2 separate regions of the Oryzias latipes genome follow, and region 2 is linked to region 1. The links are chromatin contacts, called in public Hi-C maps. All regions are on one chromosome and are shown on one strand. Each heading gives the region's core, a stretch centred on a gene start, on an enhancer-like site or on the middle of the called end of the contact. The rest is flanking DNA. Distances are from core to core; before and after follow the strand shown. Region 1 has its middle 11 kb from the start of LOC101160822. Region 2 holds the start of LOC101171679 (adhesion G protein-coupled receptor B1).

What was found. Hi-C and Micro-C count contacts between places; a contact is called where the count stands out from the background.
Region 2: a contact with region 1 is called in a Hi-C map of fibroblasts, with 2.9 times the contacts expected there. The contact joins the promoter of LOC101171679 here to the enhancer-like site in region 1. A contact is called at or near these places in 3 of 5 Hi-C or Micro-C datasets (embryo and fibroblasts).

Annotation. Positions count from the first base shown.
Region 1 is chr11:6,512,191-6,518,992 of ASM223467v1, forward strand. No RefSeq gene overlaps it. Among protein-coding and RNA genes, the nearest start is that of LOC101160822, 11 kb to the left of the region's middle. Within about 2 kb of position 3,296, at least 2 of the 8 cell types and tissues checked have an H3K27ac peak or open chromatin away from gene starts, as enhancers often do.
Region 2 is chr11:6,613,100-6,620,632 of ASM223467v1, forward strand. It overlaps LOC101171679 (adhesion G protein-coupled receptor B1), which reads left to right and starts at 3,540. Exons shown (of 31, transcript XM_020706982.1): 1 at 3,540-4,026; 2 at 6,419-7,295. The coding sequence starts at 6,593.

The sequences.
Region 1 (6,802 bases), core at 2,046-4,545:
TGACTTTTCAAAATAAAGATTCTGACCCTTTTTGTTTGGTTTATGACTTCCTGTTTTCTGGAGACTCATAAGAAAATTTATTCTTGTGTTTCTTTGGTAGAAAGACACTTTGACCTGAAGGGCGGAGACATGAATTCATACCAAAGGAAAAAAATTATTGCTTGAGTTTAAAAGGCACGTTTTGTCAGAATTACACAAAAAAAATCTAAATCTAAAACATCTTCTGTGTGAGATTCTCTGGCCCCCCCACCACACATCTGAGGCTGACACTAGGGGGCAGTGTTCATTCATCTCATCTGCTCAGACAGCCGTCACCCACAGGCTTTATTTCCAAAGCACCTCACATTTTTCTTTTCTGTGTGATTTTTGAAATTAATTAAAAACTTCTAACATATGTTCTCCTCCTTTTTTTGTTAATAAAGCCACATTTTCAAAATAAAAAGCTCTTTTGCTTTTGGTGAGGATTGGTGCAAACTGTTCTGTTTTCAGATTTCACCTGGTTGTAATTGTTCATTTTCCACACCCGTCTCATTTTGGTCGTCATCCTTTGGAGTTTGGTTGCCAGGTCAGCTATTGTTACCCTATTGGTTCTTCCTTTCTTCTTTTAAATCTTTTTTCTGTCTCAAAGTTTTAGTCCTGCGTCCTGCATTTGGATCTACTTTCACTGTTCCAGAAAGTTCTGCACTTTTTGCACAAAAGTGCAAAATAAAATAAAATAAAAGAAATCTAACCTGCAGCATCTTTGCAAGAAAACACTGTTATTACACTATGACAAATCACAACTTATAAGTTTGGGGAAAAAAAAGCATGTGTAAAGAGTTAAATGCAAACAAAAAGACAGTTCGGGGTAAATTTATTGTCTCTGCAGCACCAGCTTGTTGTGCACGACTCTCCTTTTGATTAAACAAAGGTTTCCCTGCAATCAGCGTCATTGTTTAAACAATTGTCTTTAGCATTCGAGCCAGTGACTAACTAAACATCACCTCTGCAAGTCTCCCTGCAGAAGCACTTAGCAGTATGTAGTTGAAAATCTTTCTGTGTGAGCTGCAAGACCCTCTCTCTCCAAAAGAGAGCGGTTCCCATGGAAACGGGTTTCCTGTTGGCAAAGGTTTTTTGGACATGTTTTACCGACAGAGAGAGAAAAAAGTAGTTTAAAAACATTCACATTTTTTAGGATGGGGAGGTGAGTGACTCTCTGCTTTCATGGGTTCACTTCAGTGTTTCGGGTGTTTTCCCTTCATTTGTTTGTGAAGGAGAGGGGGGGGGGGGCACTTGCAGCAGGAGTGATTCAGACTTTCTCTGCTCAAAACTTCTATTTGTCCACAGGAAGTGTGCAAATGAGACAAGGTCATTTGCATGCAATTTGGCTGAAACAATCCCTCCCACTGCTGCTGAAGATGGATTTGGCACCTGTAGAAGACAAAAGGCTAAATTACATATACGACAAATCTGCAGAAGCAGTAGAAGCATAGGAGTGAAAGCCATTAGATGCTGGGGTTTGTCTGCAAAAATGACAGGAAGGCAGCAGTTTCCAAATGCAGCCCTTAAAGTATTAGATTCGCTTTTTCTGCAATTTCACCATGAAACAAATTAAAATGTTTAAATCCCTACTTTGCCCATTTTTGTAAAAGAGAGGTTTATGTGTGACTTTTTTTTTGTTTCTTCTTTTCTCAAAGTTTTAGGCAGCATCCATGCACATGTCTAATGAAGTTCATAACACTTTTTGCTCATGTTCATCCAAAGAAACCCCGGATTCCTCAGCTTTTCTGTTGCACATGTGTCCGTCCGGTTGCATGAGCAGCCTTTAGTCAGGCTTGAGGGATCATGCAGGCACATTTATGGCCATTTTGGATCGCTCAGGTGTGCAGAGAAACAAGATTAACCTGCTCCTAACCTTGGTTTTTGCTAAAATCTGGTTGTGGATGTTCAGTTCAATTACGTTTCTTGCTGAAGAGCCATTAATGCCTTAAGCAGAGTCTCTGGTTGGCGCAGTGTGGCGACCTCGCCAAAGTTCAAACATTTGGGCCCTGGAGGCGCCGCCATAACTGCACTGAGTTAGTCCGGCACCAGCAGCGCCGCCATCTAAGCGTAGGGCTGCTCAGATGGCGCCGCAGGACCTCTCTGATCGCATCAGCACCATTCACTTGACATTGAAACCGCCCGCCTCTGCTGCACGAATCTCGTTCAGTGTAATGCATGTGGCTGTGGTGTAGTGGTAGGGCGGTCGACCTCAGATATGAATATTGTAGGTTCAATTCCTGCTCTGCCTGCCCATGTGTCGAAGTGTCCCTGGGCAAGACACTGAACCCCACTCTCTGGTGGAAGGTTGGCGCCAGTGTTTGGCAGCGGAGCCGCCATAAGTGTGTGGATGTGTGTGTGACTGTAAAGCGCTTTGGGCCTTCGAGGAAGGTATAGCACACAAGTATACGCCATTTACTATTTAAACGCATCTTTAAAGTCAGGCATCAGCAAAGAGCGCTCACGTATCACGTGAGCAGCACTAACAGGCTCTTTGCACGGTCCGCTGCATCTTGGGGGTGGAAAATGTGACAAATCTGGTGCAAAAAACGTAGCCTCTCCTACGTCACTCTAACGTGTTGTATAAGTGTTCTCTGCGACCCGCCGCCCGCAGCATGACTGAATAAATGTGCATGAAAATTGTCACTCACTGAGCGATCTACGATCTGAACATTTCCTGCGTGTCCACCAGTACGGAGAGCGGGGCCAAAAGCTTTAAGAAGTTACAGATTGTTTAATTCTGCTCAATTATAATTTAATCACCTGACAACATCTCTTTGGTCTCATCTTTCTACAGAAAAAAAAACAAAAAACGTCTGAAATCTTTTTTAGTAGTTGATGAATCCAAATGTTCCAGTTCAAAATTAAAGGTACAAAGCTCAGTGATGTCGGAAAAATAACTTAAGGATGAACTCAAAGACGTCTCCACGCTCAGACAAGAAAGGATTTTTGAATAGTAAAATCTGAAGAGTACTTTTTCATAACTGTGGATTATTTGGAGACAGTTATATAACACTTTCTTAGCTTTGTTGTGTTGTTCAGCCTGTGTGCGTACCTCTCTGGTTTAATTTGGTGTTCCAACACAAAAGAGGACTGGAAAAGGGGGCAGCACTAGTTCCTTATGAAACGTCTTTTGTTGGTCATTGGGTTAAAAAAAACTTGACGACTCCCACACCCTGTCTCTACAATGGGCCGGTCTTAACGCATGTGCCACACACATGTGCTCAGTTTATTTCCAAGGAGCTCAAAATAGTCCAAGGCGAACCATGAATAGACTTGGCCTTTAGTGTTCACTGGAGATCAAAATTGGTTCTCCATGCTGCTAAATTGGTGGTTGCTCCCTCTAAAGATAGTCCCAAGAATACTGTCTCCAGCATTAGCCCTAATGATGGCTGGTTTACTGCCACTTCTTCGCCCTGAAACCAGGTCATTTCAGGACACGGAGACCTAAAATATAGCTGCAAATAGACCCTTTTGGGGAATTAGAAACCAAAAAAAGAAAAGCAATCAGAGGATGTTTTGTTCAGAGAACCAACACGTAGCATCTCAATTAAACGCCTACATTTAGGGAACAGTTGATTCTTTAAATTCAGAATTTAGCAAGAGAAAGTCGCTCTGACATTAGATCACTCAGCTGAAACCTAAAAGAGCGTACGAATATTCTATAAATCAAGTTTGAATGGATGTGGAAGAAACGAGGAAACTCCTTGAGTGACTCTTTTGAATTGTTGTGAAATCAATTATTTAGTATAAACTTTAATCTCCTGCAAGTGTTAAAAGATTCTAATAGTTTGGATTGAAAACAATAACCGTAAACAAAATGCTTTGTCATACTGAGAAAATGATTTGCAAACATTCTTTAAGATTGTGAAAATACAGAGCTACTGTATTTTACTGTGTTACTGTGTATGACTGTGTATCACTGTGTTTTATTGTGTTTTATGGTGTTTTATGGTGTTTGAAGAATTTCATGTCTGACAGTCAGAACAGCAGAGATGCTGAACAAAGGTCTGCTTGGACGCAACCCTAACCCCGGTTCATTTTAAGCGAACCAAATGTGTCCGATCTGAAAACACCCTTAAAGTTATTTTTCATTGATATGTTTCAAAGACCGAAACTACGATTTAACATTTGTGTCTCCAAGATTGTCTTCATTCATTTTTTCTTTCCTGTCTGCATCTGCCTGAACCATTAGATGCAGTTCCAATTCCCACGCAACAAAGGCTCTGCACAAAAATCCACACAAAAATGTATAATCTAACAATCATGAAGAAAACAAAATGTTTAATTCAAACCAGAACATTTGATTAAAAAGAGATTTTTTTTTTTTTAATACATCTTTAACTCAATTTCTGTCCCGCGTTTAAACCTAATGTACAATTTTTTATTCACAAAGATATTTGTGTGTTACTTTTTTTGAATCGTCTTTACAGCGTTTTTCTGGTTGTTCAGCAAAGACAAAAGTTTTAGACGGCGTTCTTAGAAAGTATAAAAAAGATTTCCGTTCTCTGTCTCAGTTTTAGGAGTAACCATTTTGTTTTGTTGGTTTTATGCAGATTTTCTTCAAAGTTTCAGCCATTTATTTTGTTTTGAAGGGGCCCGTGATGAAATTATCTTAATAACTTGTTTTATCCACTGGCTGTTCATAGAATTGTCTTTGCTCGTTATTCAGCTTATTTTAAAAATGATTTTGATCATTTTTGTTTCTTTTAAAGATAAATACGGGTTAAATGTAGGTTGACGTGTTTTGCCACACATCACAAAACAATCAGATTTTTTACTGTAAATAAATAAGAATTTATCCTTTATTTTGTGCATTTTTTTCCTTATAAAGTCTAAAAGCAATCTTTGCATTGTGTTATTTTTGACAGTTCAGTATATTAGTGTGTTCTCACAAGTTCACACCATTACACACAACTAACAAGATCTGAGGTTTTGCTAAAAGAAAAAAAATAGTCTGACCTGAAGTTTCTCAGTTTCTAATTTTAAGACACTTTTACTTCAAACTTGAACCTTTTTCTTTTTTTAGTGCAATAAAATTGCTTAAAGAAAGCCCTTTGTAAGAGTTCGTAGAGGTTATTTTGGTGGTCGCTACGACTTCCTCGCCTGTATTTCTGGACATGGTTTTAAAGGAACAATTTGTCTGAACAGGTTTCCTTTCAAGTCTAATGTAGGAAAATCAGGGTTTGTTACTGTAGTCGTGGCTATAATCACACTTCAGGTGAAACAAAGATTGCCCTCCTCGCTCCCCTTTAGCGGCAGATTTGGTTTTAGCTGCTGCTCTGGCAGAGGAAAGACCATTTACTGCAGCAGTCTGTGGAGGAAAGGAAAAAAAAAATACAGATCAAGCTTTGATCTAAATATTTGAATAGAATAGGTAACACAAACTAATGTCACAGTCCCAAATACAACTGCCACCACGCCCTAGGGAGGGCATGTTCAAGATTTTGGCATGGTCATGAATTTGGACGGCGGCTAGTCAGTCAGGCAGAGATGATGCCGTTACGAAATTGGGCAACAGCTGGGCGGCCACAGGGTGGTGGCAGTCGGATCGCCGTCCGGCAGCAGCTCTGATTGGAGGATGGATAGACGTCTCCAGACGGCGGCCATCCATACCGAGTACCACCAGCCGCCTGGTCAACTCTTGGAGAAAAATTGTCCGGTTGCTATAAAAGTTTGACTTTTTCTTAAAACATCTTGGGATGTAAAACTGCCCCTGCCGCCTCCTGATTCCAAATGCTGCGGCGCGGCCACCGTCACATCAGGCTGCTGTTGTGGTTTTGCCCTGCGACTGAGCTCTAGAACCACCTCTGGGGACACAGACATAAAGCCACTGCAGAGCGCCACATTTCACAGCGCCGTGGTCAGTGAAACAAAGTCCTCTTACAGGTGGAACAAAGTGCGAAAGATGTTATAATGAAGCTTGCACGTTGTCCAAGACCAGAATCTGCACAACAATTCCCAAATGACTTTTTCACAGTTTCAAACTTTTGCATTAGTCACACAGCCTCTTGCTAGTTCTTGCCGTCTGCAAATGGGGTGAGCTTGCAGAGGTGTCCACCTTCAGAAAGGTTAACAATCCCGTAAAGAATCATCTTTTCTTTTGCTGCAGAAAGAGCTCCTTGTTGTTTGGAGAAGGTTTTATAACGCTTTTGATGGACGGCCTGCAACAATTGTTTCTCGACAGCCTCCCACTAGCTGGTTAAACATAAATATGCTCCGTGTTGAGCCACTGACAGGCAAAAAACGAAGCCTAAATTAAGCAAAACATGCAGAAATGCGTTGGTGGCGTGGAGCAAAAGGAGTAAACCCTCTTTTGTTGGAGCTTCTACAAGCAAAGGAAGAAAAACATGAATGAAGGTGCAGTCTCAGACATGTCAGCACTGTCAGTGGGCACGAATCTTTCATTCAGGAAAAGTCTCGCCGCACGTAAAAGAACGCTGCCTATCATTTTGCTGTCACTCAACACGGCATAACGGGTCCACGGCCTTTGCAAAGGCAAGTCAAGCAGAAAGAAACACACACATTTAAGTAGAAAGTGTCGGAGAGTGGTGCTCTGAACAAGTTGGTCTCCATGGTTACGGGTTCATCAGGATGTAGGACACGTACCGTTTAAATTCACTTGAAACCAGACGGGGACAAGTAGGTTGAATTGGTTTTCTCTGCAGAGTCAGAAATGCTGCTATCAGGTTCAATTAGTCGGCATCTGCCTGATGACTTGAAGCTTCTGCTGGGATTGTTTCTGCTAATGGTTTTTATTCCACTGAAGACCCCCGCGCCGCCT
Region 2 (7,533 bases), core at 2,290-4,789, 100 kb after region 1:
AAACATCGAAAAATTTTCCTGTTTGCTTCTTGAATCTCTAAGTTAACGCAAATCAACACAAAACAAGAAAATCTAGGCCGTCAATCTGCATACAAAATTTTTTAAGTCTTTAAAACCTTCCACTGTAGAAGTCAGATGTGAGTGGAAACTGTCCTTTTTCCATGAAAACATCAAGTTCTTGTTGTTTATTACTATAATTGTGGACTTCTGGCAACATTTATTGCCTTATTATCATTCAGCACTTATGTGTTTGTGTCTTATCAGTAAAAAACACAATTTCTTCATTTTCTTTTGTCCCTGTTGTCCCAGTCTTCGCCAGCTAATAGGGGAACATTTATATCTGCTGTGCTACCAGGCTGATGAGCAGCATTTTGGAAGCACGGGACACTGCTGTGTTCGGCCTTGGATCAATTATTGTTCTCCTCCTTGGCTGGCCTGTCCACCTCTAGCAGATGTGAAAAAGAAAATGATGAAGAATTTTACCTGCAGGTGTTAAAAAATATTTAAATACTTTGACACTTGCAGAAAAAAGCCTTAATGTGCAACAGCAGGTTTATCCTGCAACAATAATATTTACGTCATGTGTGGATTTAAGCCAGAGGATGCATTAGTTCCAGTTTATAGAAACAAGATCATTACATCCATGAGTTTATAGTGTTGTTCTATTAGAAAAAGGCTCTTTTGCTTTGCACAAACCTTATTTTTCTCTGCTGATGGTCTGCTCTGCCACAGCCTGCAGCAGCTACATCAAAAACAGCCCCATCTAGGGTTCAGATGCAGTCATGGCTTCAAACAGGAATATCCAGGAAAGCACAGAGGGAAGAAGACAAACAAGCTGTACTTTGTGCAGCTCAAGCAATATGTAATGAAAGATGGAAAAGATCTTAAAATCTCCTCATTAATCCACTATTTCTTTGTGAAAAACAAAAAACAAAAAAACAATTCAGCATACTTTCTCCCACTTTACTGGGAAAAATATCATGTTGTGAGTCAGTTGAATGTGGGGGCAGTCCTCTGTTTGGACTTTTGGTTTGTTCTGGGTCCCGTGAGAGTTTCATGCTGCTTTCAGAATACCAGCTTTAGGAGAGGGATGTCCTACAAAGGAGCGCGGAGGCAATAGGTGAAAAGGCGCCGTGGTGATTCCTTAACACACTTTATTCCCACGCCGACTTATATGGACATTTGTTTTATGTAAGTGCGCCTGCAGCAGCCCACGCCACCTTTGCAAATGTGCCCTGGAAAAGCATTCACTTTTGAGGCTTTTAAGAGAAACGTGTTGTTTATTTGCCCCGCATGAAAAGTGCGTTAATTACTCTCCCAATAGGTTCAAATGGTTCTGCATGATGAGAACGGTCTCATGTAAGGCCTGGTTAAAGAAAAAACAAACACCTTGTTTTCTTATGTTCTGGAGCAGTCTGGTGTTTTTCTGCTGTTTTTTTTCTCCGTCTTCCGTTTATCCGGGTTTCCAGACCAACAACTCATTATTTCTCCGGCTTCCTGTATGCCTCTTGCTGTGATTATGCATTAGGAGGAAGACAGGCTGATAAACAAGGGGTCAAACTCTATGCAGCTTCCTGTAGTTCATAAGAAAACACAAGACCAATTTCTGCTCCAACAGTGGATGAATAAAACTAAAATCCATCCTCAATTTATACTTGAATGGGTCAAAAACCCACACCTACAAACACAAATCTATTACAGAAAGGTAAACAGTTTAGGAAACAATGCCTTCGTAAGAAAATAATCCACATTTCTGACAAATTTCCTTTAAATTGATGTCATAAAGAAGAAATGGAAGTGATTGAGTGTAATTGCTTCAAACCACAGAAGCTGACTGGAATGGAAGTTACGCTGCTTGGCGGTTGTTGTACAGCGCATAACAAACTATTGTGTTAGTTTCTTCACCACATTGTCCCACGGTGACACATTTCATCCATGCGCATGTGTGAAAAATACAAATGCTGTTGTTGTTACTCATGGTGTCGACGTCAAAAGCCCGCCCGATGACTTCCGTCCAAGCAGCACAAACCGTCATGCAGATTTTTTTGTATTGTCAATACTGTCCCTGATGTATTTCATCTGTAGCTGAGATTTTGTTTTTGTTTTTTTTATACAACTGAAGGACAAAAAGGGTTCAGAAATTAAGGAAAATATTTAAAAACAATACAATAGGATTCCTTTTAGTTGTTTTTTTTTCAATAGAAATGAGAGTAAAATAGAGCTCTGAAGAGGGCTTTTGTTTAAAAAAAATTCAAAACAAATTTTTCTTTTAAAATTAGGATGTCAAATTTAACATTTAATCCGATTTTTAATCTCCTTTTTTCTGCAGGCTGTTAATAAAATTCAGCATTTCTGATACTTTTACATAGTAAACAAGCCCACATGTATTTTTTTGGACAAACTTCTTAGTGTATTATCTTTGAAATAAACGTTTTGAGAGTAGGAAAATGAAGAGGTTTATGTCATCACAACACTGCTGTGACTCCTAACTCCCACAGTATTGTGTGTAAACTGGGGAGGAATAGTTAAAAATGCCACGAAAGTGATCATCTCCTCTGTTTTACGCGTCCTGACTCATGCTGTTAGGACAGTCATTCATTTCTTCCCATGTATGTCTTTTCACACGTGGAGCTTCATGGAATAGCATTACAGCAACAGTCGGACACCCACGTTAGGTTATCCCTATCACACTTCGAGAACTACCCAGATCCGCCCACAGCACCCAGAGAGAGACAACCAGGAGCGTGGAGGGAGGGCTGGATGGATGGATGGATGGATGGATGGATGAATGCGGAGAGGGAGGGCTGTCTGTTCCTGTGTGCACAATCTGCATGTGTTTATGAGTGTGTGTTTCCTCAAGAGCAGGCAGAAAGAGGAAGTGCGCCCCTCTTGCAGTGCCGCACATGTCTGCAGCTCACCTCACTTTCTATTGGGCGATTTTGAGTGTCGGAATGACCGCATCCAGTTTGCCTCATGTTTTATGCACCACTTCAATAACATGTTTAATGTCCTTTCAAATAAAATAAACGTTTACGATCACCCTTGAACAATCGTTGCACGTGTCAAATCAAAGATGGATCGATGCGTAAAGTTGGAACAATCATTTTTGCCAAACGCACATCTTCCCGTGTTTGTAGTGATGCTGAGGCGTCTCATTCTTATCTAAAGAACCTATGTGTGTGTGTGTGTGTGTGTGTGCGTGTGTGATTGCTTGCTGCGTCCGCGTGCTGGCACACCTATTCCGCAGATCGTCTTTCCGGTTACCTTTGGCTGTGCGTTGATATGTGCGTAGTTGGTGTTCATAATCGTTGGTCTCCGTGTCTCTGCACAGATCCCGCCCCTCCCTTCGGACTCCCGCTCCCTCCCTCCTCCATGCTCTGACACAGTCGTGCGCGCGCGCGCACCCAAACACAAGCGCGTCTCCTCCGCACACTCCTCTCCCCCCTCCCTCTCCGTCTCGGTGCTGTCTCATTCATTTCGGTACTCCGTCCACGCACTCCAGCTTGGAGCTGGGGGGGCGGGGTTGCATATATACCACCGCGTGGAGGCCATGAGCTTCACTCAGACTGGACCCACTTGCAGTGCAAAGACCACAAGCAAGAAGACTCCGAAGCCGGGAGTAGAAGTACCAACATTTTTTTTTCTTGGAGCTTGGAGAGAAGAACGTTTGGTTCTATGGACTGTGCTGGAGCTCCAACGCTGCCGATTTGAACCTCCGCTATCCGCCAGTTCTTCTGGACATAGCAACTAAACTAAGTTGGTAGTAAACTCTTTGGAGTTTGGTAAGAGTCGCCACATTTTTTCTTTGCTTGTGAGAGTGGACTGCACTGAAACTTGGGACCGACCCTCTTGGGTCGCGGTTGGAACCTGGCGCATCCTTTCGGCAACTCTGCGAAAGTTTTGGCCAGTCAACAGATCTGAAGACTTTGAGTCGAGTCAGACTTTTCAGTAGCTGCTACCCGCGTCCGGAACCGGGACAACCGGTCAGAGAGCCACTGACGAGACTTCAAAGACGCTTCTTTCAAGGTAAAGAAAAGTTTTCATTCTTTTATATCTGCTGAAACGAACGGGGTTTGCAACCCTGCCGTCAGGAGGAGGCTCTGGGCTCAAGCAAACTTGAATGTTTTGAGTCGCTGTCCGTGGTGCTGAAACTCCAAAGCAGCTTCAGCAGCGATTTTTTAACTTACTTGCACTGGTTTTTAGCACATTTCTGACCACGTGCGCACTAATATATCTGCTCTAACGTGCTGATGCATACATGTACATCCTTTTCATGCACAGTGGATCTGATTTAAATTGGACTTGGATGTCAGTGAGCAGCAGGAAAGGTGAGGTGCTTTTTCCTGCAGCTCACTGACACCCAACTCCCATTTCTGCAAAACTTTGTGATATAAATTCATTTATATTTTGGTTGGGTTTTAAAATTCTGACATGTGAAGCAGGTTAATGAAAAAAGCTACAAGTCATTTTCAGAAACTCTTTGGTTTGTACTGCAGAGCATTAAAGGGCAGCAAATAAGTAGTTTTGATTTTCAAATTTTCCTTTAATCATTTTTTATGCGTCACTGATGGGCACCAAAGCATCGAGTGGAGAAGTTTCCTTCACGTGTGCCAGTTTTTGCAGCGGATTGGGCAACAAAACATGAGCCAAATAGGAGTAAACCTTAGTTTTCTTCAAGGACCTTTGCTCAATCAGATGCAAGAAGGAGAAGACTTCTTTGTGCACATGCAGATCTGAAGATTAGTGATTGTTCCACGAATGATTGAGTTTAGAAAAGTTTGGCAGAAATCATAATTTTCACAATTTTCAGCTTCTGATTGATTGTTATCTGTATTTACTCAAAAATTCATTATTGCTTGAGGATTTTCAGGGGGAAAAATGTTTTAAATCCTTTTGGTTGCCAAAATGCTGAAGTTCCTCAACCACCTGCATCATCCTATCATCCCTCCAGAAACATCTGATTCATATATCATCAACGTTTATATTTCTCAAACCTACATTTTGAAAGCTCACCATATTGGTGATGACACAGGCTTCTGGCAAATACACCACACACGCTGTGTTCTGCAGAAAATAAGCCCCGTCTCCATAACAACACACATCCTGCTCTTTACTGTGCAGCTTTTGCAAAAAAAAAAAAAAAGAAGGAAAAAAATGTTGACGACAGCAAGCGGACAAGCAGTAGGAGGGCATTCACAAGTTGGGGAGGGCGGGGTGGGACAGTGTGAGGAGAAAGAGTTCTGCCGCCAAAGCTGGACAGTTCTTTCCACCCTGTTGCTCATCAATGCCCATTCATGGAGCTTCCGGTTGTTAGTGGGCGGGAGGGGGGGCCCACACATAAGAGAGGTCTTTGCTGCCTTGCTCACAGAGAGGAGAGGGATACTGAGAGGGAAGGAGGGATGTGAGACACATAATTATGAGTCTGCCTGCATGAAAAGTGCAGGTGCTTCTCCCGGTGACTGTCACTTTACAATGAAATGCGAGCTTTACCTATGCATAATTATTATTTAATTCCTATAAATGATGTTTCTCAGATTATCTTGACAAATTATAGCAAAGGGGGTGACGGGTAAAAACGGAGAAAGCATAGAGACATGACGAAGCTAGAAACTTGTCCTGGCTGCATGTGAAAATTGTTGCTGAGCAACAGCATTGACTCCTCAGTCCAGGCTCTGAAGAGGATCTGCTAAAGCGCGTGAGCACCGCTCTTCAGCTCGGCAGGTGAAGGTGCTTCAGAGCAACAGTTACCCAAAGATTTGCCGATGCAAAAATGCAAAGAGACTGACGTAAAAAAAAAAAAAAAACATCCAGACAAGACGCTGCAAGGGGGAAAAAAAAGCATAAAAACTGTTTTTGCATGAACATGCACAAATTTATCTTAACATGCAAACAGTTATTGCAACTTTGTGCCCCTTTATGTAAGGCAGAAACATAAAAAAGCCACTAACATGTTTGTGCAAAGTACATAATTGTGCGAGGACACGGTCTAACCCCTGCTGTTGTTTACTGCTGAATAACAGGAGGAATGCATTGCACAAATAATAAAGTGCCAAACATTAGTGTTGCCAGTGGCGAAGCTTGCATGGACGTCAGACTGACGCACACAGTTCAGTGTGGGGGAGGAAAGAGCAGAAGCTTGGAGATACCAGCTTGCTGTGAAGGACTGTAATTGTACTGCCGCAGCAATTATGTTCCAGAGAACAGAGCATTTAGATCACCAAACGTACCCTGAAGCACTGTGATGCAGATCAGAGGCAGATCCATTTTGCATAAATATTAGCTCAACCATAAATCCAACTAAGTGACATCTCATGAATACTGTGAGGAACTTGCATTTGAAAGATATCCTTTCCTGCAGACATATGTGTTTTTTTTCTGACAGATTCTTATTTTATTTATTTCTTTTGCTCTTCTGCAGATCCCTCTGATTCAGAAATGACAGATTGTCTGTTGTTCTAAAAACTACGAGTCCATCAGTTCCTTGGAGGGGTTGCGAAGAAAAAAAAGATCTGAAAAGAAGTGCAGTAGCTTGCAACAAAGAAGACAAAGAAAAAAAAGTTACAATACCAGATTCCTCGTCAACGTTGACCCGATGGCGCGGTCACTCCTCACCGGCCCCTCTGTGGCCCTTGCCCTGCTCTTCTTCGGTTTGACCTCCTGCACCCCCTCAGGCCCAGCCTCTGCCACCTGCGCCACCCTGGAGCAGAGCCGCTTCTTCGGTGTGTTTACTTCAACCACCACCCTGCCCTCAGCGCCATGCTCCTGGACCCTGCAGAACCCAGATCCCCGCCGGTACACCGTCTACATGAAGATCACCAAGCCCACCGACGCCTGCGCACCCCGCCAGATCAGAACCTTCCAGTTTGACTCCTTCATTGAGACCTCCCGCACCTACTTGGGCATGGAGAGCTTCGACGAGGTCGTCAGGCTGTGCGATGCTTCCACCACCGTCACCTACTTGGAGTCCAGCAAGCAGTTTCTTCAGATCCGCAAGGTGGCCCCAAGAAACGCCCTAGAGATTCCACTGGGACAGAGCGATGTCAGTGAGTTCAAGGCTGAGTTTCTGGTGGTGGGGAAGAGGAACCCAAGCATGCCTGCTTGCCAGATGCTGTGCCAGTGGCTGGAGAAGTGCCTGTCAAGTAGCACTCACGATTACCCCTGTGGCATCATGAACACCCCCTGCCAGTGCTGGGAAGCCCCAAAGAGGAAGCCAGGAAGCTGCTACAGGGGTGGTGTCTACGTGGAGAAATGCTCCGCCACTTCCAAAGACAACGACCGTGATGCTGAGATTATCAGTAAGTTCTTCACACACCAGATTTGTGTCTAGAAAATGTGGGGGGCGGAGTAGAAAACAACAAACCCAGACAGGTTTCATCACAGGGACAAACAAAAACTGCATGTTCTGTTGTGTTTACTGGGTTCTGTTAAGCATTTATTGATTAGTAGAGGGATCTTGTAGTTCAAAACCCCACAGCTGTGCAGGCTGCCTCCAGCCTGGACATTGCCTCGCATTTACCAAATGTGTCTGAGGAG